Regions from separate parts of the Rattus norvegicus genome. Here region 2 is linked to region 1. Evidence: chromatin contacts called from public Hi-C data. All regions are on one chromosome and are shown on one strand. Each heading gives the region's core, a stretch centred on a gene start, on an enhancer-like site or on the middle of the called end of the contact. The rest is flanking DNA. Distances are from core to core; before and after follow the strand shown.

The links. A called contact is a pair of places that touch in the nucleus more often than the background predicts.
Region 2: a Hi-C map of prefrontal cortex shows a contact between it and region 1, with 4 times the contacts expected there. The contact joins the promoter of Aff3 here to the enhancer-like site in region 1. A contact is called at or near these places in 2 of 12 Hi-C or Micro-C datasets (frontal cortex and prefrontal cortex).

What each region holds. Positions count from the first base shown.
Region 1 is chr9:48,160,595-48,168,184 of GRCr8, forward strand. The region is part of intron 5 of Aff3 (ALF transcription elongation factor 3); the gene reads right to left. Among named protein-coding and RNA genes, the nearest start is that of Aff3, 190 kb to the right of the region's middle. Within about 2 kb of position 2,602, at least 18 of the 93 cell types and tissues checked have an H3K27ac peak or open chromatin away from gene starts, as enhancers often do. A contact at or near this core is called in prefrontal cortex, where this site is marked.
Region 2 is chr9:48,349,705-48,357,294 of GRCr8, forward strand. It overlaps Aff3 (ALF transcription elongation factor 3), which reads right to left and starts at 2,676. Exons shown (of 23, transcript NM_001413892.1): 1 at 2,625-2,676; 2 at 2,331-2,486. The coding sequence starts at 2,383.

The DNA.
Region 1 (7,590 bases), core at 1,352-3,851:
GTCCCATGGCATCATGACAGCCACGGTGCTGCCGCTCAGTGATGGGGCCTTTCCAGCTTTATATAAACTCAGGGGATCATCTCGGATTCAAATGGTCCTTTCTGAACAAAACGCCATTATGTGGTGCACAGCTGTCTGGGTTAAATGTAGACAGAAGAAAAGAAAACTTGGACAGCCCAAAGGCTGCAAAATCAGGTCACTTTAGAGGCCTGCCAGGTTGTCTTTATGTGTCCTAACGTGTGTGCTCAGGGGCAGCCCAGGGCTCTGCTGGGAGGAAGAAATAAGTGGTAACTTACAGGGTTGAAAACAATTCCAGAGCTGGCCATGGTGACAAAGACATAAAGCACACGGCTCTCAAACTGTTTTCCAGACTGGATTCTTTAACAAAGATACCTATTATTTAATGCTTTTGAAAAGGGGCTGTGATGTCCCTCCGAGGTCCATAATGAGTTCTGCAGATTCATGGAATTCCTCTCTTGAAATCATTTCCTTTCCCTGAACGGTTAGGTCTCTGCCATCCATCTTCCAGTTTATTTAAACTCAGACCGTGGACAGGATCCTGTTTCTATGTTCTGTGCCATGCCCCTCAGCTTCCTCATGCATCCGAGAATGAGTGTCACGACGATTAATAATGCTAATGAAGGCACCGTGTAAAAGCTGCAACAGGCATGGCGGCCTCCTCCCATCCCCCAATCCCTTTAGGTATGGCACACAACTGACATGTAACTAACTTCTCTGTTACCTTGCTAGTAGAAGAAAGGTCAAGGGTGCTTTGTCAATGAACTCTGACCTTTCTTAGGTCAGCTAGGCACAAGCAACTGATCATTCTGTGCTCACATGTCATCAAAGGAAGCAAAAGACATCAGTCAGCATTTCTGGTATGGTCACGGAATTCCTTAGATCCTGCCCAAATCTGTGAGGTTATAAGGCCTTGTCTTAATGCCATGCCGTCTCTCTTGAGTTTTATGTTAATCTCCATGGTAACAATTAGGTGGCTCTACTCTTTTTAAGAGGTATGAGCTGTCCTTAATTACTGTTGCAATTTTTATCAAGATATAAAAGTCATTAAGTACCAACTATCTAAGATGACAGTGAAAGCTGTTTGGATGTTTACTCATCTGCTGCGAAGCCAGACCAGGAGGAACAAAACTCAGTGCTTGAAGAATTTCTGCACAAAGTATTAGCTGCAAACACCACTTAAAGAGAGTTTAAAAGAGTAGCCACAAGAATTTTACTTTCCAAGAATTTGTCTCTTATGTTTAGTGGGTGGTGGGTTGTTCATTTTTGTTTTTTTTTCTTCTCTACAGCTTTATATAAAAGAAATACAAAGCAAACAAACAAAACCCTGCAGACTGCAGGAGGGTGTGACTATGGAATGACACATGTGCACTAGACTAAGAGAACACATTACCCCTTCCCAGTTTTGTGTCTCATGCCTAGGAGTGCCTGTTGAACCCTGAGAGATGCCAAGACATCTCCCGGGGTGACTCACTCAGTTCTCTGAGTCAGTACTAGAGCTGTTTTTCCTCTCAGGAAGATCAGACAGACACTTGGCCTTTCAGAAAACCTCAAGGATGAGTCACAAGTGACATGCATTGGCATCTTGAGGTAGGTGGAAATAGAGGCTGGAAATATGGCCATACAAAAGGTGGAATGACTCTGTGTGCAAGCACGAGCATGCGTGTAGGCCACACACATGCACCCATACATACACATACATGCATGCACATACGGACGCAAGTACACAATGTAAACACATGCACATACACATGCAGGCACACACATGCATACACATACATATGCACACACGGACAACACACATGCACACATACACATAGACACACGTACAAACATGCAAGCACACACATACATACACACATGCACACACATGCATGCACACACATGCATACATACACATGCACACACAGACATACACACACATGCATGAAATATAGACACATGCACACACACGCAAACACAGATGCACATATACACATACATGCACATCCAGACAATGCACTTACATACATGCATACATACATATGCATACACAGACATACACACATACACACACATGCACTTACATACATGCATATACACATGCACGCACAGACATATACACAAACACACATGCACACATACATACACACACACACATGCAAACACAGATGCACACATCCACACATGCATGCACATACATGCATGCATACACAAGTACACACACAGAGACACATGCACGCACACATGCAAACATACATGCACGCACAATGCAATCATGCACAGATAAATACACACATACTCGCGCATGCACACACACACAGAGGCATACACACATTCACACACACATATGTGCTAGCTATTTTGCAATGCAGTTAGGAGAATCCCTCATCCTAGGATCCCTGGGCTGCACTTCTTCACACATATATAGACCTCCCACCCAATTTCAAAAGGGTGCTACCCACCCTGGATAAAAAATCAAGCCCACATAGTAGCTGGGAAAATCCGCAGCCAGGGAGACAGATGGCTTAGGGAAGAAGCAATCTGGATTGAGAGTGAGAGTGTGGGAGTAGAAATGTGGGCCGGGAGAGGGGCTGAGGGAAGAAAGGACGGGCATGAGTGTGCGGTGACAGATGACAGAGTGCTGTTTGGGACAAGCAGTTGGAAGAAGTAAGGGGAATGGAAGTAATGTATTTATGCATAAAGGACTCCATCACCATTAGGAAAACTCCCCTTCTGTCTGCTCTGGAAGTCCTGCTGCTTTGGATGGAGGCAGACCTCAGAGAGCACGCGCTTCGCCAGAGAAACAGAGGTGACTTGCTATCCGACGAGCTTTCTCTTTCTGATCCAAAGAGATCCAAACTGAGCTAATTTGTGTACAGCTGCAGGCTACGTAAACACGGCTGTTCAGAATTCTTTGTAAAGTATCCGCCGTGGTGCTCAACACTTCACCGAAGTTAATAAGTAGGTGTCAAACTCTGAATTAAAATCCCCACAAGAGGACACAGCACAAAGGACAATAAAAATGATTTTTTAAAAATAATCACAGGGATAAATAGCATCTACTTCTGACTGATAGAAGTGCTGGCATAAAATGTTATTAGGCTACCGACATTGTCTTTTGTTCAGGAAATGTGTTTTATTCTCCAGCCATTCATCATCCTAATGAGCCCTCAAGATGTAAATTAAACAGCAGAGACAGATTCACTCGAAAAGCATCTTTTCAAAAATAAAATAAATAAATAAAAAAAAAGAGCTAGGTGTTACACTTTTTTTCCTCTATTTTTATTTTCTACTAGTGCATTGGTTCAATTTTCTTTCATTGAAAAAAAAAGCCCTTAATACTTGAACACTTCATGGGGTAAGTTCATGCAATTCATATTTTCAGTACACAGTTCATTCATGCTCCAGTACGCTGGGACCAGCCAGCTAACATGAAGGAGAGAAAGAAATCTCATTTTAAAATGCTGTGCCCTGTAAATTACGTTTGATCCCAGAAAATCTTAGAAACCTGGGCGTGCATTTACTTTTTAGTTTTACTGGAGAGTGATTTGGTCCAGAGGAAACCCTCCATGGGGAAGGATTAGTGGAAATTTCAAACAGCTTCAGTTTACTGAACTGAATGTATTCATGGCTAAGCAAATACCATTTCCACCATTGATGATAAAAGAATAAGGTTATGAGCCCAAATTAGTTGCGATTCCTTGTTATGTATCGATAAGAGCATTACCCATGCCCATGATGAATAGAGAAGTCGGGGGGGGGGGTTCTTACTTGACCTGAATTTATGCATGAGCACACACAGGAGCGACTGAGCAGCTCTGTTGGGAAGGGGGCACCCAGCAAAAAACAGAGTGAGAAAGGAAAAGAGCAGCAAATCAAGTCTCATTTCAGCATGATTGGTCTTCATTTGCACCCCCTTCCTCTACCCTCTCTTGCTATAGCCTATAAATCATTTCTTTTGCAATCTCTAGCTGTCCCTGCTTGTGTGAGAGCTTGGCTCCTCTCTCTCTCTCTCTCTCTCTCTCGCTCGCTCATCCTCCCTGTGGGTGAATGTATATAAAAAGAAGAGACAATAATTGTGCTGTTGAGGTTTTCCTGATGTCCGGGGAACAGCCATTAATCTGGGCAATGGGGCCTTGGAAATCCCATTCTGCAGAATGAATTATCGTTAAGCAATGATAGGCATTCTAAAGACACTATATTTTTATGAGGTCAAAATGAGGGGGCAATATCCCCAAGGGAAGGCTGAGAGCATCCAGCTGTGATAGAAGCCACCTACTGAGCACCATTACATGGATGCCTGACTTCCTGCCAGGAGCAGATCCAGTACAGGCTCCGGTTGACTAAGTCCCCAAAGACAGTCTGGCCCATGCATTGGGAAAGCATCCATTCCCTGTGGATGCAACCTCCCACAGTCCACTCTAGAAGCATGGCCTCCCTCTGCCTATGGGTGGATGTGAATGGCCAAGGGGATTTGACAGGAAGTCTGGGCATCCCAGCGGACATCCTGTTCTAAGAGATTTACTTATCTATGTCTAATAGAGAAGGTCCTTTCTAATACAATGGAGCGGTGGCCCTGAGAGTCGGGTACACGAAGACCAGCACTGCCAGCCTGGGCGTGGCTGCTTCCTCTCTCCCTGTTGATTCCTAAATAGGCAATTTGATAGGCACATTAATTAAGTTCTGGTGCAAGAACTACTCTGATTAATGATGGAAAATCTACTGCCAGGGGGTGCCTGGGCCTCTGAGGTATGTGGGTGACAAGGGGACACAGCACAGGTCAGGGGTGCTATCAACAATGACATGGGATGCTACTTCTGATAAGAGAGAGCAAGGTTTCACTCTGTACAAAACTAAACCAGGAGGGAGAGGTGGACAGAGACAGATGGATCTCAAAGGGGCCCTGAAGCCTCTCCTAGAGTCTGGGACAAGATGCAACCAGTATCAATAAACCGTTTTATATTTAACTCCAAGCGGGGGGGGGGCAATATATGGATCAGAGAAGGAAAAATTCCACTCCTGTGAAAAAATGTGACTTTTTAACTTTTGCTACATGTTAACAACTAATATGAATTTGCACCAATGTGACGTCTTCGTAAAAACACAGACGTCTCACACACAGAACCTTTCGAGCGTAGAAGTAAGCCACTCCTACAGGTTTTCTGAGGAAGTTACCAGCTAGGAAGGCTCTCAGTGTTAGAAGGTTGTAGGCTTTTAACCAGATCTGAGACTCTGGGTGAATAGACCCCCTGTTCAATGACTGACAGCAGCAGTAGGAACTGTACAAAACAAATCCACGCCTCATTATTCCCCCAGCTGAACTCAAAATCCTCTGGCTCAGAATAAATCTCAGCCTTTAAAAATAAATTCTCCGCTGAATTAACATCTCGCGACCATTAATCTTCGGAGTGACCCTTCAGTTTCCTTTGGAAGAGAACCCCTACTTCTCTCAAAGGTCTTTCTCTCTTTTTGGCAAACCTCAGCTTCATGGAGAGAAGGAAAATACCAAGCCCTTTCTTCTGTCACCCCCCTGTGTTCACCCTCAGGGTGGCTTCCTTCCCCCACGCCCTGAGAGAAACGTCCCAAATCTGTATATCAGCAGAGAGCTATTTACTGCTCCAGGAAAGGATGGGAACTTAGTGTTAGGAGTGTGTGGCAATAAACAGCAAAGCTAGGCAAAATGATTGTTGTGCCGTTGAGGAGAAGACGGGTTATAGGTCGCATTGCAAGCTTCACTGTGAAGACCTTGTTTATCATGCGGTGCAGAACTCAGCTTGACTGTCCCACGAACAAACCGTGAAAGGTGCACTTTTTTTTTTTGAGTGCACAACGGGGTCACATCTTAGTGCACACAGGACAAACAGTGACTCCTTTCATCCACTTTGTGCGGCGGTGGCAGGTACCAGGCAGACTTTGGCTTTACTAGGATGCAAGTGACAAGTGTATCGTGTTTAATCCGCTCTGTTCACACAGTGTGACAAGATCAAACCCAGCTAACATATCTGTCAAGCCACGTGTTTGCTTATTCGTTAAATGGTGCAAAAATTTTAAACCTGCTCTCAGCAACTTTGGCATGTGTGTTGTTACTATGATCTAGTCTGGTTTATAGACATGTCTGTGCTGTCCACCGACTTGCATGAGAGGATCCATTGAATGAGGTCTAAGAGGAGGGAGGACCCATGCCCCGGGGTGCAGGGTTCGACAAACTCACTTCTCCCACTGACCTCCGGATGACCTCCTAATCTAGCTGACTCTTTCTTCCCAGATCATTTACTGGTGTTCCAATCTGTGAGGGTTACCACATTTTGGGGTGTCTCTAGCCTAACATGATTCCTTTAAACCCTGAAAAGTGCCCACTACCTCTCTAAAGAATGTCACCTTGAACTACTGTGTTGACATTAAAATAGAAGTTTTATCATGTTTTGTTCTCCAGGCTTACAACCGCTGATGGCTCTCTGGCTCCTAGGAAGAATATGCAGTGCTCAGAGGCGAGGGCGCCCACAGTCTACACCATTTTGCCTGTGCCTGATACCTAGGAACTTCCTCCACAGAGTCAGAGAGGCCTCCTGCCAGGCATCTGCTGAGCCCTTCCACCTCTTCTCAAGCTATGACCCAATTCCCACCCCCGCCCCTCCGGATTTTGTGTACTATGACTCTCACTCGGATAGGATGGATATCTGAGATAACAGGGCACATTAATTATCGTGATATTGCCATTACACAATGTATACATTTTTATCAAAACAGCACTAGTAAAAAAGCAAATAAATTTTCTACCGCAGGTCTGTCTGAGCCCTGCCTTACATAAAAATACAAAGGCTTTTCTCTTTTCTTCCTGCTCAAAGCCCAACCTCCACACCCTGTGCCTGGCTTTCTCTTTGTTGAGCTACTACCATTTGACATAGTAACTGTACTAGTGTCTCCCTGAGAGCAGGAATAGGATCTGGTGTCCTCAAACATTTATCCTGCCTACAACTCAGTGTGGGGCCCACATGACAGACAGACTCAAATCTCCATCAGCATTTGAACACTCCTTTCTTGTTCCTGTCTTCAAAAGCATGCCAGGCAGGAGTATTCCAAGCTGCTGACCTGTGTTTGCACTCAGTGGTTCTAGGGGAACACTGTCTCAGGAAGATGTGCCAGACCTTTCAACCTGTCGCGGTTATATTACTGGACCCGTCAAAAGTTTAAAAGAACTACAAGATATTGAGCCCTTTTCTGAAATAAGATGTGCACATATGCGTCTGGTCTGTTGATGCACTGTAATCCTGATGGCTGCTCTGCTCTGCCAGGTTGTTAGTTATGGGTTGATCTGCAGGGTCGGGGCAGAGCATACGTAGAAGACTGGCTATCAAATGTGCCACGTGACAGGGCTTCTTCATCTGCCCTGTCTCATGTCCTTGAGTAAAGGGAGGCAGGGATAGATATCTGCTAAAAACTAGCTTGATTTCCTCCTTTACTGTGAGACATCCGTCCATCCAGAACTAGGATCCTGTAGGCAATTAAGTTTTTGATTTAGTTTATTCCTAGTGATTGGTTGACATGGGAATGAACAAGACCTGACTCACAGGCACTTTTCCTCGAATCCCT
Region 2 (7,590 bases), core at 1,426-3,925, 190 kb after region 1:
AAACTAAACTGTAATTTTAATTAAATCCTGAAATTGAGTTAGAAATGTCAGGCAAAAATTGGTCTATAACTAAGAGAATGTCTGACATATTTGAAATGCAAGCCAAAGTAGTTTGTTTTATCTTTAACTTTACCTAAAGATAACCTTTTGTAAATGTAAACTCTATATTCGCAAAATAAGAAACATTCTCTTAAGCCAAACTGTTTGACTATACTGCAATCAAGAAATCTAGCATGCTTTCTTAAGCCAAGAAACTACATATTGCTAACAAATCTGATTGAGTGTACAATGGCTTTAAAAACAAACAAAAAAAAAAAAACTGCTTTCCAGCTGTGATGGTGCAACATTGTCAGTGCAGAGGTAAAAATCTATGTGGTCTGAGGCCAGCCCAGTCTCCAAAGCAAGTTTCAGGACTATGCTGAGAGACCTGGTCTCATGTATGTATGTATGTATGTATGTATGTATGTATGTATGTATGTATGTAGCAGATATAAGTTTAACAACAATTCACCGGGCATTCTTCCACAGTGTTCAAGATCATTTACTGGGAACTGAAGACACAGCTTGAGCCCTTGACAAAAAGGACTACGCCATTACCACTGAGAATCTCAGAACACAACTTACAAAAACCATACAGGAGTTCAATTTGAACCAGAAAGTGAATACGCAGCATTAAAACGTGTCCAAAATATTAAGTTCTCCCCTTTGACAACAAGCCTGCCTAGATTTTAAAAAGCAAAAGTAATTTTTAAAATACAGTTGTTATCTGGGAAGCTATTGAATTTGTGCCAGAAACCAACATTTCAAAAGGTAAACCTGTAAAATAATAGGTATCTGTAAATGAAAGGCTGAAATAACCCAGGAGCAGCAACACAGTAATTAGCAACTTTTATAGAGTAATAACATGTTCCGTATTCTCTCTACACTAGCTCTTTGAAGTTGCCAGTGTAATATATACAAGCTTTATTACATTGGAGCCCATCCTTGTGTGTTTTATAGGCTCCAACATTATGCAGAGCAAGCTGTACTCACCATCGGATCTTTTATAAGAAACTGCTCGATAATTCGCGAGCTCTGTGTCTAGTTTATTTTGTTACACCTGTCTTTGGGAAAATAAGTCACTTTGAGCCTAAGTCACTGCGGAGATCCACACGTCTACATACCATCGATGGATGAGCCATAAATCATAAAGCAGTTTGGCTTTAAAATTGTGCATTGCATATTCATGTGCACACCACTCGCAGTTTTAGACACATGTGAACTCTTTACTGAATTAAAAAGAAGGGAAACGCTCAGCTCTACAATCAGCGATTACCAGAGGCAGAACAGAGAGCAGTTAATATGCTTGTTCCAGCAGATGTTCGTCCCCGTAAATATTAAACATAACACAAGTTCCTCCAGGAATATACAAGCAGTAATTTTACCACCTGAATAGGGCTGGTTGGAAACATTTAAGGGATGGGGGAAATGCGAGGGATGCTGAGGCAGCCAATGGGATTTTTCAGACAACCGCAACTGGAATTAAATTGCATCTACCTGTGATTTACCTACAGAAGCTCTCCCTGATGCGAGAACAGCGAGAACTGGAACCCCAAGTGCATTCCAGGCTGCCAGCTTTGAGCTTGACAAAAAAAAAAAAAAAAAAAAAAGAGTGGAGTTGAGAGGAGTTCAGCCACCAGGATGTGTGAAGAAAGGGTGCAAAGGAACTGTGTATCTCCGGGAAATGAGTTTCCCTGGGCCAAGGCCTCTGGAATTCGGGCACCGAGACACACTGGCCTCCTGCCCCGGGTGCTCACTTTTCCATCTCGAGTGGGAGTGAGGTAGGACAGAGGAAGGATGCAGCAGCCAAGCAGGGAGCAGGCAAGGAGCAAGGCTGGCGAGCATCCTCCCGGGGCACTTCGTAGCGGTACCAACTCTAGGGGGTCACAGGGGTGAGCCCGAGATTCTCCAGGAGCTGGAAGGGAGCACAATCCGAAGGAAGGTAGCTGAGAGGGGCTGCGGGATGAGGGTGGGCTCTCGGGCATCAGTGACACGTTCAAAAAATCGGTTCTTTTCCCCTCTCCACCGCTGCGCTCCTCCTGTGGCAGCCAGACCACTGGCCCCTTGACCTGGCGCAGACAACACCGAGAGGAGGGGACGGGACCGGAGACTAACGAATTCACGGGGAGGCGGCCGTGCATCCAGCCCGCCAAGGCTGGAAGCAGCCGGCCGGCGAGGCGGTTGTCCCCGAGCCACCCCACCCCCACGGCGGCCGGGCACCCGGCGTCCCGGCCCAGGTGAGGGCAGGCGGGGCCGCCGCGGCTCCCCAAACGACCAGCACCGGGACTCACCACAGTGACTCGAGGTCCCATTCCTGGAGCAAGGCTAAGTCGAAGCTGTCCATGGTGGGAGGTGTCAGCGCCGCCGCCGCCGTCGCCGCCGCCGCCGCTGTGTCCGCCGCCGCCGCTGTGTCCGCCGCCGCCGCCGAGCCTCGGGCCGCCCGCGCGCTGGAACGAGAGGCGCCAGCTAAGGTGCATCCCGGCCGCGCCCGAGCCGCCGCCGCCGCCCGCCAGCTACCCTCCCCCGGCTCGCAGCGCCCGGCACCCCCGCGGCCCTCGCCTCCCGGGCCCGCCCGGCGCACTCACCCGCTCGCCGGCTCGCGCGCAGCCACACTCTCCCAGAGCCGCGAGCGAGCTCGCCGCGCCGCCGCCCCCTCCCGGCCTGCGCCCGCCCCTCCGCCCCTCCGCCCCTCCCTCGCGGCGGCCCGGCCCGCTGCAGCCGCCGGCGCGGTGCTCTGCGCCCGCCCGCTCGCCCGCCCGCCCGCCTCTTTCTCCTCCGGGAGGCGCGTGTGCGCGGGCGAGGCCGAGGCGCGCGCGCGTCCTGAGCCCCGCGCCGCGCCCGCCGCGCCCGCCCCGCGCGCCCCGCGCGCCCCTGCGCTCCCCGCGCTCCCCGTGCGGCTGATCGGGGTCCCGCGCCCTTTCTCGGGCCCGGCCGTCGGCTCGCCCTCCTCACCCGCGCCCTTCCATCTCTCCAGATCTTTGGTGGCCCCGAGGGTTGCGGGGGACGTTCTGCGAGCCAGAGGGAGAGGTGCGGCGGTGACGGCGCCGAGGGCAGGGGGTTGCCGTGCTGAGGCGAGGCCGACCTGCAGCAGAGCAGCCCCCTGCCTCTCGCCTTCGCTCCGTGTCCAGCAGGGACTTTCTGGTCCTCCGCAAATTAAGCGGAATCCGCAGGGCGCTGCGGCGGGAGGTGTGCACGCTTGCAGACCTGGGGTGGGTGCTAGGAAGGAAAAGCCCTGGGCGACCCAGGCGCTGTGAGAGTTAACTGTGCAGCCCAAGGCAGCGCCGAAAACAAATCGTTTCAAATATCTGGAGCCAGTAACTTAAGTGAAATAAAGAGGAGGCGGGAAGGAAGCTTCTTCCAAGACCTGCTCTCAGCTGCAGTTTTGCCTAGAAGGTTGGGGGACTGGGGGTTGGCGAACGAAGGGATATCCTCTACCCCTCAGCTGCCCGGTCCCTGGAAACCTGCCTCCTTTCTTTTTATTTCATACTGGAAAGGCCTCTAGGTTTCCACTACAAACTTCCCGCCGCCTCCTCTCCTGTCTGGAGAGTGGCAGATTGTCAGCTGGAAGGATGATAGAGTACCACTGTGGCTTGTAAAAAAAAAAAAAAAATAAAGCCCCTGCTATTATTACTCCCTTGGTTTGAAAGACTGCTCCCCCCTCGCTCGTTATTATATACACTTTGAGAGTGGGGACTGGAGATGTCCAGCAGGCCTATACTTCCATCTCTGCGCTTCTGCTCTAAAAATTGAGGAACCCATGCTGCCCCCCCCGGGGGGGGGTTGGCGGTTCGGGGTGGGGGTGGGGGTCTCCCCTCTCCCATGCTCTTGGCTACATTTCCTCGAGCCTTGTTCAGGATTCCTCAGGATTCCTGGAGAGAGCAGTACCAAGCAAAGCTCACCACTTACACCAACCCCCGCATGCCCTAAGGGAGGCCTTTGCAGTGCATCGGCCTTTGTTCCTTTTCTAGACAAGAGCCACCATGTGGGGCCGCCAAAAATTTAGCCCCTTTGATAGAAATCAACCTGGGAGCACCCCCTTTTTTATTTCATCCACCTCTGAAGGAGAACTAACGAAGTTCTAGGCGCAGGTAGACCTCCAAAAGGCCAACCAGAGTTCTTTGCTCTCGGAAACAGGACTGCAAAGCCGAGGTGGGGGGGGGGGGCCATCCTTTTCTTCCCCCAGCTTTGGAATAGTTCCCTTATTAGCATCCATAACTCATGTGAAAATATCAATCACTAAGCGAAGGCAGAGTCTACATCAAATCAGTTGTAGTGACCCACTGGTTATTTTACAAACTAACAACTTCCCTGCCTTAAATACCACCCCGCCCAGTTAGTTGAAGGCTACAAAAGAACAAAGGAAATATGGACAAAGTACAGGTGTGAAGGGCTGGAGTCCAAAATCTTGGTCTACAGTGTATCTGGAGAGAAGGAGGGGGGAAATGTGCCTTACAGATTCCTACTTAGCATAAACCCTCTTGGAAATGTTTGCTCTGGCAAAAGTGAGCTACAGACATCACATGGAGACAGCTTTCCCAGGAACAAAGGCTGGGGTGGAGGGTGGAGGAGAGCGGGAGGGGAACAGCCTATGCCTGGAAGAACTGCAAGTTCCAAGGCCTGGACAAGAAATGTGTCCTGTTCCTCGGGCTCCTGGCTGCAGCTGGCAGTCTTCTCCAGAAAGGAGACCTCCAGCCCCTCCCAGGGATCTGGCTTCCCTTTCCTTCCCTTCCCTTCCCACCACATCTGTTTATACAAAAGAGACTGCTGAGGAACAAACAGAACCATGTTTACTGCGGGACCCATGCCGCGCTTGAGGCTCAGACACAGATTCAAGCCTCCCCCTCTTAGTGACTGAAGATAAATGGGTCCCAGAACAGGAGAGAGTAAAAGGGGGTTTAGGCCTGGGGAAGGAGGGTTATTTGTAAAAGGTCCCTCCAAAAGAGCTATGAAGTAATGGACAGATGTATATTTGAATGCCAACTCTGGGTCCCCATGTTTACATTTTAGTGTACTTGAGCCTGAAGTAACTTCACTGTGGGTGTTTTGCTTTGTTTGTTTGTTTTTTTAATGTTTCTTTACAAATAATGTATTTTCTGTTCGGGGACTTTAACTCGAGGATGGATGCATTAGTGTTTCATTTCGGGTGGATGTTTCTGTGAATAGAACCCACTTGGAGAGTGAGGGCTTGGGAAGAAACCCAAAACATTGCTGTAGATACTGTCTTTGCCTGAGCTGTGATGGGAATAAATTGAAAACGAATAGTTTTCACTGGTGAGGTGTAGAGGCGTTAATGAGACTCTTCGTTAGAAGAACTTGTTTGTTATATTTTATGAGTGTTCCCATTTAGTGTAGGAACCAGATCTAGCACTGGGACGAGTCAAAGTTTAAACCTGAGTACAAAAGAAGAGGAGGAGGAGGAGGAGGAGAAGGAGGACAGAGAGAAGGAAAGGGGGAGGGAGGGAGAACGAGAGGTGTTGGTACTCTCTAGAATTAGAAAAGGGTTTGGTTTGTTAAGTTTTTGTTGTTGGGTTTGGGTTTTGGTGACTTTTCGTTTTGTTTGGGGATGGGGGTTTTGTTTGGCTTTTTTGTAAAGGAAGAAGAGATTGCCTAGACAGATAGGTAAATACATAGATACATAGTGAGATAGATAGATAGATAGATAGATAGATAGATAGATGAGAGATAGAGAGATAGAGAGATAGAGAGATAGAGAGATAGAGAGATAGATAGAGAGATAGAGAGAGAGATAGAGAGATAGAGAGATAGAGAGAGAGATAGAGAGATAGATAGATAGATAGAGAGATAGAGAGATAGAGAGATAGAGAGATAGAGAGATAGAGAGATGGGGTGGGGAGGGAGGATATGTCCCAGTGAAGCAGCAGCTTCTGAATACCCAGAAGACTTGAGGGGCTTTTCTCCTGAGGGAGAAGCAACTTGTGCTACTGAGAGCTGAATGGACCCGCAGACTTAGGGGATGGTCACTGAGGAAGGTAGCTACAGCAGGACTGCCTGGCCTCCCTGGTGACCTGGCTGGTTGGTTGGCTGGTTTGTGCTAAATCCACAATACGAAGGAAGTAAGAAATGGATCCTGCTCAACACGGTATGCACATGTGCTCTTGGCGAGGACCTCATCCTCCCCTGGAATGTGAAGCCTCTTGTGTGCCCCTAGAAGCAAATTCACACCATCTCCCTAAACTAAATTGTCAAGACATGGCTGGAACTCGGAGGTAGCCTTGGGGAACCAATAGAATCTCAATCCCCCCCACCCCCCGCCCTGTCATTCTCTAGAAAAGAGCTAGCTCTGTGGATGGCCTTCCTGGAAGCTCTCCCAGCCCCTCCCCCCTCTTCTCCCCCATCTTTTCTCACAACACCTTTCTCTCCTGTTCCAGGGAGGCAGCAGATACCTCACTCAGTCAGCTTCTCTCTCCAGAGGCATCCAGGGTGTTTGAAACTGTATCTAGGGTTTGCCAATAAACCCTCCAGGCTTTTTGCTTGCAAATTAGATGTTAATATGTCAAGCCCCAGGACAGCATGGATTTTCAAATCTACCCAGGAGCTCTAGTGTCCTCGGGCCTTTGCCTCCCTCTGCACAGGTAGCACACAGTGGATCTAGCCTGGGACCTAAGGTACCTTTCTCATTTTCTCCCTCATTCTCTAGGTCCTGAGCAGATGGTGCGGTTGTGCTGGCTGTCATCACTCCTCCTGTTTCCATGGAAACATGGGGCATAGGGACCATCTCTGCCTTGGGCTCCCTGACAGTATCCTCTGGCTGAGAACTTCACTAAGGCCCCTCCTCCTCACTTGCCTGCTGTCCGGAGCTTTGCAGAACATTCTGGGCCACAGGCAGCCAGAGCCATTTCAGCGGTCCTCTGAGGACATGCTCCCTGCAAAGGGTTGTAAATTGACTGGAAAGGGGGAGGGGAACCAATATCTCAGTCAGGTGGCTGCAGACTATTTGGGATGGCAACAAATATGGATAATCTGCCCCCTCAGCCACCTTCCACGATGGCTGAGAATTGCCCCAAACGTCAAATCTGATGCTTCGAAGGTTTTCCCGTGTTGTCAGGCAGCGGTATTTATTGAGTGTGAGTGTATGGCTGAGGTTTTACACTGTACTCACATCCCACCACCTGGAAATGTGCATTCTATTTTTTTTTTTTAACAAAACCAGGTTTTCCCTAAGGAATGCACTTTCTTCAAAGTTTCCAACATCCTCCTGGCTACATAATTCATTTATATAGCCAGGGAGACATTAATTAGATTCAGAAGTCCGTGGAAACAGCAAGGTCAGAGGGCAACCAGGGCAAAGAAAAGAGAGGGGGAAATGACCCCTGGGAGAGGGTGAGGAAGTGGAGGGAGATTTTTCATGCCTTTCAAGTATCAAACAAGACAAAGACAATTTCAAAAAAAACGTGGTCAGCGACCATAACACTTTTTAGAGATTTTTAAAGTATTGCCAAATGTAAAGAGTCTGCTAAAAAAAAAAAAAGTTGATTCGCATGATAATTTTATGCATATACACTTTCTGTGTTATTGTTTCTCATGCATCTG